Linked DNA regions of Zea mays: regions 1 and 2 are each linked to region 3. The links are chromatin contacts, called in public Hi-C maps. All regions are on one chromosome and are shown on one strand. Each heading gives the region's core, a stretch centred on a gene start, on an enhancer-like site or on the middle of the called end of the contact. The rest is flanking DNA. Distances are from core to core; before and after follow the strand shown.

What was found. A called contact is a pair of places that touch in the nucleus more often than the background predicts.
Region 1: a Hi-C map of ear shows a contact between it and region 3, with 3 times the contacts expected there. The contact joins the promoter of LOC100216726 here to the promoter of LOC100279888 in region 3. A contact is called at or near these places in 6 of 25 Hi-C or Micro-C datasets (ear, endosperm, leaf and 2 more).
Region 2: a Hi-C map of endosperm shows a contact between it and region 3, with 4 times the contacts expected there. The contact joins the promoter of LOC100216884 here to the promoter of LOC100279888 in region 3. A contact is called at or near these places in 2 of 25 Hi-C or Micro-C datasets (endosperm and tassel).

The regions. Positions count from the first base shown.
Region 1 is chr4:34,754,158-34,757,691 of Zm-B73-REFERENCE-NAM-5.0, forward strand. LOC100216726 reads left to right here and starts at 2,115. Exons shown (of 10, transcript NM_001311170.1): 1 at 2,115-2,259; 2 at 2,661-2,784; 3 at 2,869-3,006; 4 at 3,099-3,187; 5 at 3,301-3,429; 6 at 3,514-3,534. The coding sequence starts at 2,176.
Region 2 is chr4:35,083,512-35,087,112 of Zm-B73-REFERENCE-NAM-5.0, forward strand. It overlaps LOC100216884 (Putative glycerol-3-phosphate transporter 1), which reads right to left and starts at 1,915. Exons shown (of 3, transcript NM_001143271.1): 1 at 1,750-1,915; 2 at 1-297. The coding sequence starts at 297.
Region 3 is chr4:34,191,252-34,194,472 of Zm-B73-REFERENCE-NAM-5.0, forward strand. It overlaps LOC100279888, which reads left to right and starts at 1,380. Exons shown (of 6, transcript NM_001317848.1): 1 at 1,380-1,564; 2 at 1,874-2,203; 3 at 2,333-2,626; 4 at 2,723-3,221. The coding sequence starts at 1,454.

The DNA of each region.
Region 1 (3,534 bases), core at 865-3,364, 560 kb after region 3:
CTTCGGTGAGCGATGGCTGCTCGAAGTCGAAGCTGAAAGGCGCTGGGCAGACGGGTTCGTCGTTTATCTCATGAAGGGATGCCAGGTATGGGTGGCATAGAGCCTCATCAACTGCAATTCCACAAAAGGAAAAGCATCAAGGTTAGTATGTTTCAAGAGATTGCACCTTCTGCTCTTAGAATGCAAGAATAGTAGTTGCATGAATATAATTATTCAGTTTCAACGATTCATTTCAGGGTCATCTCATATCATACCATATATATCAGACTGAAAAGGGCAGAATTTCAAACGATGAGGGCTACTTTGGGAACCTCAAATCCCCTTCGGGGTTAGAGGGGATTGAGGTGGAAATGAACTAATTTCCTCTCCAATCCCCTTCAACCCCGAAGAGGATTTGAGTTTCCAAACTAGCGCTCTTCGGGATTTGAGTTTCCAAACTAGCGCTGAAAGGTTCTTTCTTTCCTGTCTGGACGAGGGCAATTGAGCTAGAATTTAGCTCTACTCTGGACTATATATCCCAGCAAAATATACTGCATCCAGGCAAGCATGTCACACATTTTATATGATATCAATGCAGCAAGTTCATGCAGAGCTGCAGGATTAACAGTAATCCTCTTGCTCGGATCAAACACGAGCATCCTCTCAAGCAAATCCATGGCACCACCACTGCACATAGCGGGGAACTGCGCACGGAACTGTAATCGATCAGTGGTCTGAAGCGAAATGAAAGATAGAAACGGAGAACTGACGGCGGCACGGCATTACTGTACTACCTGGCAGTGGTCATCGGTCAGTGGCTGGTTGGATCGTAGGAGGTGGTGAAGGTCGGTGTCCATCAGCTCGTAAACAACGTAGGCGTCGTTGAAGTTCTCCCTTCTGGGTGGTCGTAAACAATGTATATACGTACGTACACACACACATGTAGCCAACATATGCAGCATACAATAATCATATAACAGCCAGTCATCACCACAAGCTTTTGATGAGATGAAAAGAACATGTAGCTATACACCCTTTTTTGTGGCCACCGCTCAGTCTCCCAAGTAAAAGAACTAGTATTCTTAGGCCATGTATGTACACGTGTACATACACCGCCTAGATTGATGAGATGAAAAGAACATGTAACTCTCTCTCTAGTTTTTTTTAAGAGCGATTGACTTAAGTTAACCATCCCAAAAAAATATTTTTAAGCTTCTTACAAAATTACTAGATAGTTGTACGTGCTTTGCTACAGTTGTTATATGTCATATAAATAGACATTAAAATATTTATTCGTATATAATTGTTGTTTATTTCTAAACTCTATAAGGTACGTGTGCTGGTGGTTAGACCTAAATTTCTGAAGCAGGGGACATGGGTTCGAGTGCTCACTCTGCACTATTTTTTGTATAGTGTGGTAGTTGTGCGGTCGGGATCGGGTGCTGGGTAGGCTCGGGTGCTGGGTAGGCGCAGTAGGGCGTTGGGGGTCCACATGGCAGTAGCTGAGAGGGCGTTGCGCGGGCGTTGGGCATGGGTCCCACAGGGCACGATGTCGAGGCGAGGTGTGTGGGACGGGAGAACCAGTCGGAACGTGTGGGGCGGGCCTAGAATTTTAGCGCTGAGGTTGAAACCGTGGTAGCACCAGCTGCCCACGTTAGATTCTTAATAGAGTAGTATAGATTTAGAAGCCATGAAAATGAGAAAAAAATTACATGTCAATAGATATGGAGGACTGACTATTACAAGATTTTGTGCTCAATTTCACACAAGTGCAGTTATGCACAAAAGGAAACGGAGGAAATTCCAACAAGCAGCCTTATGTTTGACGGTTGTCCTTCCGTCCGACTAGGGGTGGTAATGAATCGTGATCCAAATGCTTTTTCACAAAATGATAGAGTTTTAAATAATTTGCAGTTCAAAAATGAATAGAAATAGAGCACGATTCTAATCCGATTTGATACTTAAATTTTATAGTTAAATTTTATAGTGTAAAAATTAGAATTTATTGTCACCCTACGTTCAATATAAGTTTAAGTCTGTAGGGGGCATACTACCACAGGTACGCAGACCACTACTGGACTCTCATTTCCTAACTCGGCCCAGCCCATTCGCCGGTGCCCGCAGGCCGCAGCACACACACAACTTGGCGACTCGCCTCCGCCCGCGAACCGCAGCAGCGTCTCCAACTCTCCATCGATGGCGGAGGCGAACGTGGCAGCGGCGTCGCTCTTCGGCGCTGACGGCCGCCTCTGCTCAGCCGACATCCTCGCGCCGCCTGAGGTTCCGCCTCGCCCATGTCTTCGTGCGCGCCTTTCGTTGTGGTCACTGACGGGTCCTATTTCGTTGTCGATAGGTCCGGGCTAGGATCGAGGTAGCGGTGCTCAACTTCCTCGCAGCGCTAGCCTCCCCTTCCTCGCCGGCCATCTCCGTCCTCCCCCTGGTACACCAGTTGCCAAACCTCCCCCCCTCCCCCTCTCTCACACACACACATTCCTCTCTTACCGCGGTGATGGTTCTGCGCGCTTCACCCATGTGCCATGTGGATAACACAGGAATTTGGTCCCTAGCCAATTATCACGATTCGTCATCAGTTATTGCAAGCTGTATGATTTCTAGTTCAGATAACCTTGGTGAAATGTATTGCGAGCAGTATTCTGAATGATTTCTTTTTTCCATGGCAGATTAGTCGGAGCTCTGCCAACTGCAGCCTGCGCAGTGGGTTGCTGAACGACGTCTCGTCGGTTTATCTCTCATACACCTTCTGCAAGAGGTCTCTGACGCACAATCCAAAGGCGTTCGTAAGAGGTTACCACTTGTTCCTTGAGTACCCTGGGACGGAATTATCCTCGCCCATTTGTCTGGTTAAAATAGCCGTTTGTTGTGGGATAGTGTGGAAGGTCATGGAGATGTGCTACAAGATCTTGGGGGAGGGGAAGCTGGTCCAGCAACGGGAGCTGTTCTACAAGCTCCTGTCCGACTCACCCAAGTACTTCAGCTGTCAACGTCATGTCAACCAAGCCATTCAAGGTGGACAAAACCCCCACCCCAACCCATTTGATTCTTGTTTGGCTAATGTGTAGTTTGGTCGTAATCAAATTTGGTCCCCTCTTCACGTGCAGATGTTGTTTCCTTGCTCCGGTGCACAAGGCAGAGCTTAGGAGTCATGGCATCAAGCAGAGGGGCACTCATTGGGCGCCTTGTGTTGCATGTCTGCTCCATGATATCCCAGAATATATCCTGATTATGTGTTGAGGGAATACATGATAAAGTCTTGTTTATCTTTTCAGTAAGCACCTAAACTGCATGTTTCAACTACCTTAGGAACCGGACGGGGAGCAGATTGATTGCTCCATTCTTGGAGCTTCAGGGCATGCAATTACGGGGGACCTGAACCTGTTGAGCAAATTAAATTTGTCTTCGGGCTCTCGGTACATCATTGTGGTGGAGAAGGTACCGATCCTACTGCTATAATTTAGTAATGATTTATCTCTATAGTGCATCCTTATAGCTTATAAGGTCATTTGTTTCAAATAGGATGCCGTATTTCAGAGGCTG
Region 2 (3,601 bases), core at 665-3,164, 890 kb after region 3:
GTACGCGGCGAGGAACGCGACGTCTATCTCGCCGAGCAGCGCGGAGCCGTCGGCGGTGTTGAACGGCAGCCAGCCGGTGGTGAGAGCGTTTCTGCTGGCGTGCAACCGTCCCCAGTGCGAGAACCCCACCTTCGTCTGCGGGTCCAGAGCGCTCTTGACTATGCTTGGGATCTTCCGAGTCATGTGGAAGCATGTGTATGCCAAGAACGTGAGGACCAGGACTAGTGTCTGGTACGTTGTCAGTGAGCCGGCGCCTCCGAGTAACCTGAGGCCAGGAGGCTTCCTACTATTCGCCATCTGTTGAGAGTGAGACATGAGCATAAGATTGCTGAGGAAGGTCGCGGCGCAGTTAGTTCCAGCGCAGGAACACCTATATCTGGAATCAGTAACAATTGGCACCTGAAAGCAAGGAAGATGTTATCAGGATAACAGGCGTGCAAGGAGCTTATGAATTCTACGTGGATAATTAAGAGTCTGAGACAGCAGATGTTAGCCAACTCTTTTACTTCATAATATGCAATCATGCTCTAAAAATTGATCTACTTACTCCGCAGTCAGATTCTATGATCACACTGTGACCTCGGAATCTCGGATCATAGACACGAGACACCTACAATTAGGCTCGCCTATTTGTTTCCTTGCAGGATTATATAATTCAACCTCTAGATTATACAAGCACCTAATGACCTACTTATGAATTATCATAATCTAGTTGTCTAGATTATATAATCCACATAATAATCTGTGTTGTTTGTTTGTCACTTAACTTATTTAAGTTGGATTATATAATATAACAGGGTCTTAGACAGGGTACTTAAATTTGCATCTCATAAAATGTCCCACTGATCAGAATCTCGCCAAATTAGTGCCCTCCTAACATTAGGTCAGCTGCGTTTGTAGCAGCCTATCAAGGAAGACTTAGGCTCGCTCCAGCAGGGTCCTGTAAAAACTCCTGTCCTCTAAATATAGAGGTTTGTCAGATCCTCTATCCCTCCAACAAGGGACTCTAAAAGATCCTCTAAAATTTAGAGGATGACATGCATGCGCTATGTATAGAGGATGTACGGCGGTGCTCTATACACTGTGCTGATTTCTATACACGTGCTGACGAGCGGTAAAAAATAATATATAATATCAAATCTAGTAGCATTGTTGATATAGAGGGTGAAATTTAGGGGATATTGTTGGAGATGAAGAAGATATAGAGTACAGAATCTTTTAAAGAGTGATGTAAAGGACAGAGAATATTCTTTTAGAGTATGAAATTTAGGGGACGTTGCTGGAGACAGCCTTAGCTCCCAAGTCCCCCCAAGTACTAGCGTGCTTTCTGAAACCTGCACGAGAAGAAAGGAAGTTTCCGTGTGGACGCAGGTAAAAAAAAGGTGATCTTGACATTTTACTAGTCCCAACGTCCTTGCAAAGGTCTCACAAGTCCAATCACAGGATCCGGCTGGCTGTTTCCGAGTTCCGACTCAACAGGTACCTGACAGCCCCCCTCCCCCCCCCCCCCCCCCCCCCCCCCCAAGTTCTGGATGGAAAAACACCACCGCATTGTCCCAAACTCCTATCGATTTCTTCACCAAAACTTCCGTCAATTTCCACCCAGAAGCCCGGCTAAACCGATTAAAAGTAGTACAGAACCACACACCACCATGAAAGTCAGTAACATCGAAGGAGCAAGAAGCAACAATACAAGCTGCGGATTCGCAGAGACCAAGAATGGGAACGGGGCTCGGCCAAAGCACGGACCTTTTTCAGGGCGATCGGAGCGGCGGCTCCTGCGCGCGCGCGCAAATGCACACGCGACGCGACGCGGCGGAATCACGCAACGGGCAGCGAGTTGGAAAAGGAGAAGAAGCCCCGCCCCGCCCCGCCGCGGCCGTGTTTCTTTCTTGTTCGTGGTGGTGTTCTCGAGCTCGGTTTGCGTGGTGCGGAGGGCGAAGGCACCGAAGCAAGAGCGCATTTATCGAAAGGTGCGCCGGGGATTTACGGTGCTGCCCTTGGACGGAACTGGCCCCTTCGCTTTGGTGTGCCTTTGCAGCGCGCGGGTATTCGGCGACATGGCAGGGGTAGGGTCGGAAATGGGGAGGAGGATCGGAACTCATGGCCGAGCCGACGGGGCGGCGAAGCTGTCCGATCCGAATATTCCCTTCCCGCCACTGGAATTATCCCTCGCGTGCCGTGCGGGTCCTTCTGCGCCCCGGACCGCCGCGTCACTGCGTGCCCGTCCCCACGGGCGCCGAGCCACAGGCCGCAGGACGGGCCACACGGGCGCCGAGCCACACAAGCCCACAGGCACCCGCACCGCACGAAAGCCAGCCCGCTTGGATCCGCCGCTGTTCTCGTCGCGCAGGAGCGGCGATTTCGGCTGCGCTTCCCCGTTCCCGCGGCCGTGACGCCAGACGGTGGGCCCCGTGTCGTCAGTCCACGTCAATGGGCAATGGCCGTGTTGTGGGCCCCGCTTCGACTGTCCCAGATAAAAACTGAGCCGCGCGAGCCCGGATCTTGTGTGGCACGCGTGTCTACACGTCTGCCGGCGGCCACAACCTGCGATGGCCCACAAGTTTTGAGGGATCTGCATGGGCGCCGGCCGCCGGGTATATTCTTGGAATAAACCATGCGAGATGCGTTCAACCATTCAAAATCAAATAATTGGTTCCATAGCCCATGCTCTCAAGTGTATGCAACTAGTGTCTATATATTTAATTATTTATTTAAAAAAATCTTTGTGCACCACTCATCATGGTAGTATCTCCCGCCTCATATAAGGGTTAGTTTAGAAACCACAAAAACAGTGAGAATTGGAGAGGCTAAAATTCTCTTCTTATTAATAAAAAGAGGATTTTATCCTCTCTAATCCCATTTGGGTTTTGGACTCGCAAACTAGTCCTAAATGTTGGGTGCAAAAGGGAGCGGGGTACTCAAAATTTCTTTTTACTACGGTTTCTGGTCAGAAAAAAATATAATTAAGAGTTAGTTTGACAACTCCATTTTCAAGAGATTTCCTTCTTCCTAAAAGGACCAATTTCTTTATAACAATGGGAATCCTTAAAAAATTGTGTTTGTTAAACTAGCACTAAAAGGCAATGTAAAAACATAAAAATTTTGGCGAAAAGTTAAATTTGATGCAAATTCGGTGTCTGCCCCGACTTAAGAAACGATCTATTTATGTGCATTGTGATACCATGAAAACCACTCAGTATTTTAAGCTAGTATTTAATTTAAAATAAGTTCAATTATATAATTTGGTCAGATCATAACCATAACACCACACCTGATGAATGGATAAACGGTGTTGCATAGACGACGAGCCGCAGTAGGAGTGGTGGTGAATCGCTCTAAATAAATTTTAATTTAAAAATAAATAGAAATAGGATCTGGTCCTAACTCGATCCAATTCTTAAATTTTATAGTGTAAAATTTAGAGTCCGTTGTCACCTCTCGCCACAAGTCATCCGGACCAGATAAACCATATGTGGTGGCAGAAGTGCCCAGGTAGTAACGTAGTGGGATTAATGTAATTATCCAACCACAAAAATAATCGCCGTAAAGCTTCGCGTGAGTTGTTTTTTCCCCAACGGTACAGGTCACAAATGGTGGC
Region 3 (3,221 bases), core at 130-2,629:
CATGTTTTTAATCCGTCGTTAGAAACTACATGAAGTGTTTGGTTCCTAAAAACTAATTTATCTTTTTCATTTTATTTTATTTTATTTTAATCTCTAAATTATTAAATACAGAAAATAAAACTCTATTTAATTTCCGTATTATATAGTTTATAGACTAAAATAAAATATGACGAAGGCACTAAAATTTAGTGAAACACCAATGCGGGCAGTGTGGCACTATCGTAATACGGCTCTCGGCCAGGGGACCATCCCGTACGCTGCTGCGCCTACGCGGCCTGGGGCGGGTATATCCGAGGAAATTCAGCCACGCGGTAAAGCGAGGCACTCGCTTTCTTCCACACCACGTCTCCTCCGCCTGCGTCTGCGTCCCTTCCTCACGCGGACGCCCTCCTAAAATCCCCAAAATCCGATCCGACCACCAAACCCTAACCCCATCCCGCACTCCCCCCCTCCCCCCCTCCCCCAACACGCGCGCGCTTTCTTAGCCGCTAAGCATATCCCTCTCCGCCACGATCTCGATGGTGGAGATGTCTGTGGTGGAGCTCAGGACGCTGCCGCTCGGCTTCCGCTTCCACCCCACCGACGAGGAGCTCGTCACCCACTACCTCAAGGGCAAGATCACCGGCAGGATCAACTCCGAGTCCGAGGTCATCCCCGAGATCGACGTCTGCAAGTGCGAGCCGTGGGACCTCCCAGGTAATACTTGCTTCTGCTAACTGCCCGCGTCGCTTGATCGCCCCTCTCTGCTCTCGATTTTTTATCCGTTCCTTCAAGTAATTTTGTGCTCGCTGGTCGTACACGGTAATCTCTACTGGGATTGCTGAGTTCTTCTTGTTCTGGGGCTACTCGTTGCTTCGAGTTTTTTCTGCGATTTTCTTTCATCGGGATTTGCTTCGATGTACTTTTGCGAGAGTGTGACGCGTTTGTGCTGGGAAAAAAAGCCGAGCAGATCACAACCCGCTGCTTCCTCTGTTCTGATTCGCGACTGTTTGCACTAGCGGTTCCTCACGAGATATTTCTCCGTGGGCGGGGCGGGACGGGACGCCGTGCTGTGCTGGTTCGATGCGATTCCTCGAACTCCGCTGAATCCTTTCTTTAATACCGCGTCCCCCCTTTCCAAGATGCGTTTTGATTTTGTGCGATGCAGCTGAACAAAATCCTTGCGCTGATCCATTTTGTTGTTGATCCGCGTGTCGAGTCGAGCAAACTCCCGGGAAAGATTATTCAGTTTTCCTGATCAGATCCTGGGTACTGATGACGTGACTGTGTATATGCAGATAAGTCCCTGATCCGGTCCGATGATCCCGAGTGGTTCTTCTTCGCCCCCAAGGACCGCAAGTACCCCAACGGTAGCAGGTCTAACAGGGCCACCGAGGCGGGATACTGGAAGGCTACTGGCAAGGACAGGATAATCAAGTCCAAGGGCGACAAGCGCAAGCAGCATACCATCGGTATGAAGAAGACCCTCGTCTTCCACCGCGGTCGTGCCCCCAAGGGCGAGCGCACGGGGTGGATTATGCACGAGTACCGCACCACCGAGCCTGAGTTCGAGTCCGGCGAGCAGGTATGAAGCTATTATTCTCGGTGCAGCTTATGGTTGTCAAGTTCTCTAGTGTTAGTATCTGTACAGAGATGTGTGCTTTGTACTTGAGAACTTAAGTTTGTCTTGGATAAATATAACATAGTAGTCTGTTCACTGAAGAATGTGCCCCTAAACACTAGTTTGATTTCTGGTGGTTAAAAGAATTGAGTTCTAATCATCTTCACAATTAGTTCTGTACAGTATAAGCACATAGTAAATGATTTTTTTGTGTTGTGTCTCATGGCAAATGTTTACTAAAATCACCTGGTGCTTGTGTATCTGATTTTCCAGGGTGGTTATGTTCTTTATCGCCTCTTCCGTAAGCAAGAGGAGAAAACTGAGCGCTCCAGCCCAGAGGAAGTGGATAGAAGTGGCTACTCACCTACTCCTTCTCGTTCTTCACCTGACAACCTAGAGGCGAATGAGGAAGCTAATACACCATTAAATAAGGAATCTCCAGAATCTGCTCTGCATGAAAGCCCGATTGAGCTGCCAAAATCTGTTGAAACCAATGGTGGTTCAATGACAAGGTGGCTGGCGGACAGAAATGATAACTTGATGGTTACTGCACCAGATGTTTCCCATATACCTTTCCACGGACATGCTGCTGGTGTAGCTAAGGTGAGCATCAGAGTAAAGAGCCTATTAACATATCAGCATTCAACATTTGTCTGTATGCTATCCACCATCATAATTATAATTTTATAACTGAATTTCTCCTAACAATTCCCTCATCTTTATTATTACAAGCAGGTTGATCCTTCTGTTGGTGCTTCAGGCCACTTAGTTAATCCCCACAATGGAAATGATGATTATAACAAATTTGTGTCTGATTTCACTCCCATTCTACCACTTGAAAATGCATTCTTCACTGATATACAACAAGGAGCTTTTGGTTTTGATGGCATCATGAATCCTCTTGATCCCCTTGATGCTTTCTTGAATCAAACACTTGTTGATCCTGATGAACATTCATCAACAACATCAAAAGTTCAGTATGATTCTGACATTCCAACAGAATTTGAGAACCATTGGAATATGAAGGTACTGGTTTTCTATTCATATTGAGTATTTGAGTTTGCCATCCGATGTTTTGGTTATGGTTAATCCAGCAATCCTTATATTTTGCTATATTTGCAGGTTGAGCCTCAAGATGATCAATGCTGGTGGGCAAACATAGGATTTGAGCCAGACGAACCAAATCCTCTGCTTCCTTGTGACACCACTGACCAAGACATACTTTCTGTTGACTCTGGTGCTGATTCCTTCAATGAGCTTTTCAATAGTATGGAAGAGACTGGAATTATTGTTAGGCCTCAACAGTTGGACTCCACTGTGCAACCAAACCATGTGTTCGCTAGCCAGGGCAATGCAGCACGGAGGCTGCGGCTACAGGTTGAGTCTAGGGAGATCATAACTAAAGATGAGAGTGAAGATGAAGTATCATGTGTTCTAACTCCAGACTGTTTGAACGATTCTGTTGAGGAGTCCACTGCAGAGAAGGATGTGGCTTCTGATGGGGATGAGGCTGAGTCAACAGGGATTGTTATTAGAAGCCATCACCCTGCTCCAAGATCAAGCTCAGAGAGTTCATTCACTCAACAGGGAACTGCTATGCAAAGGCTGCGGCTACAGTCAG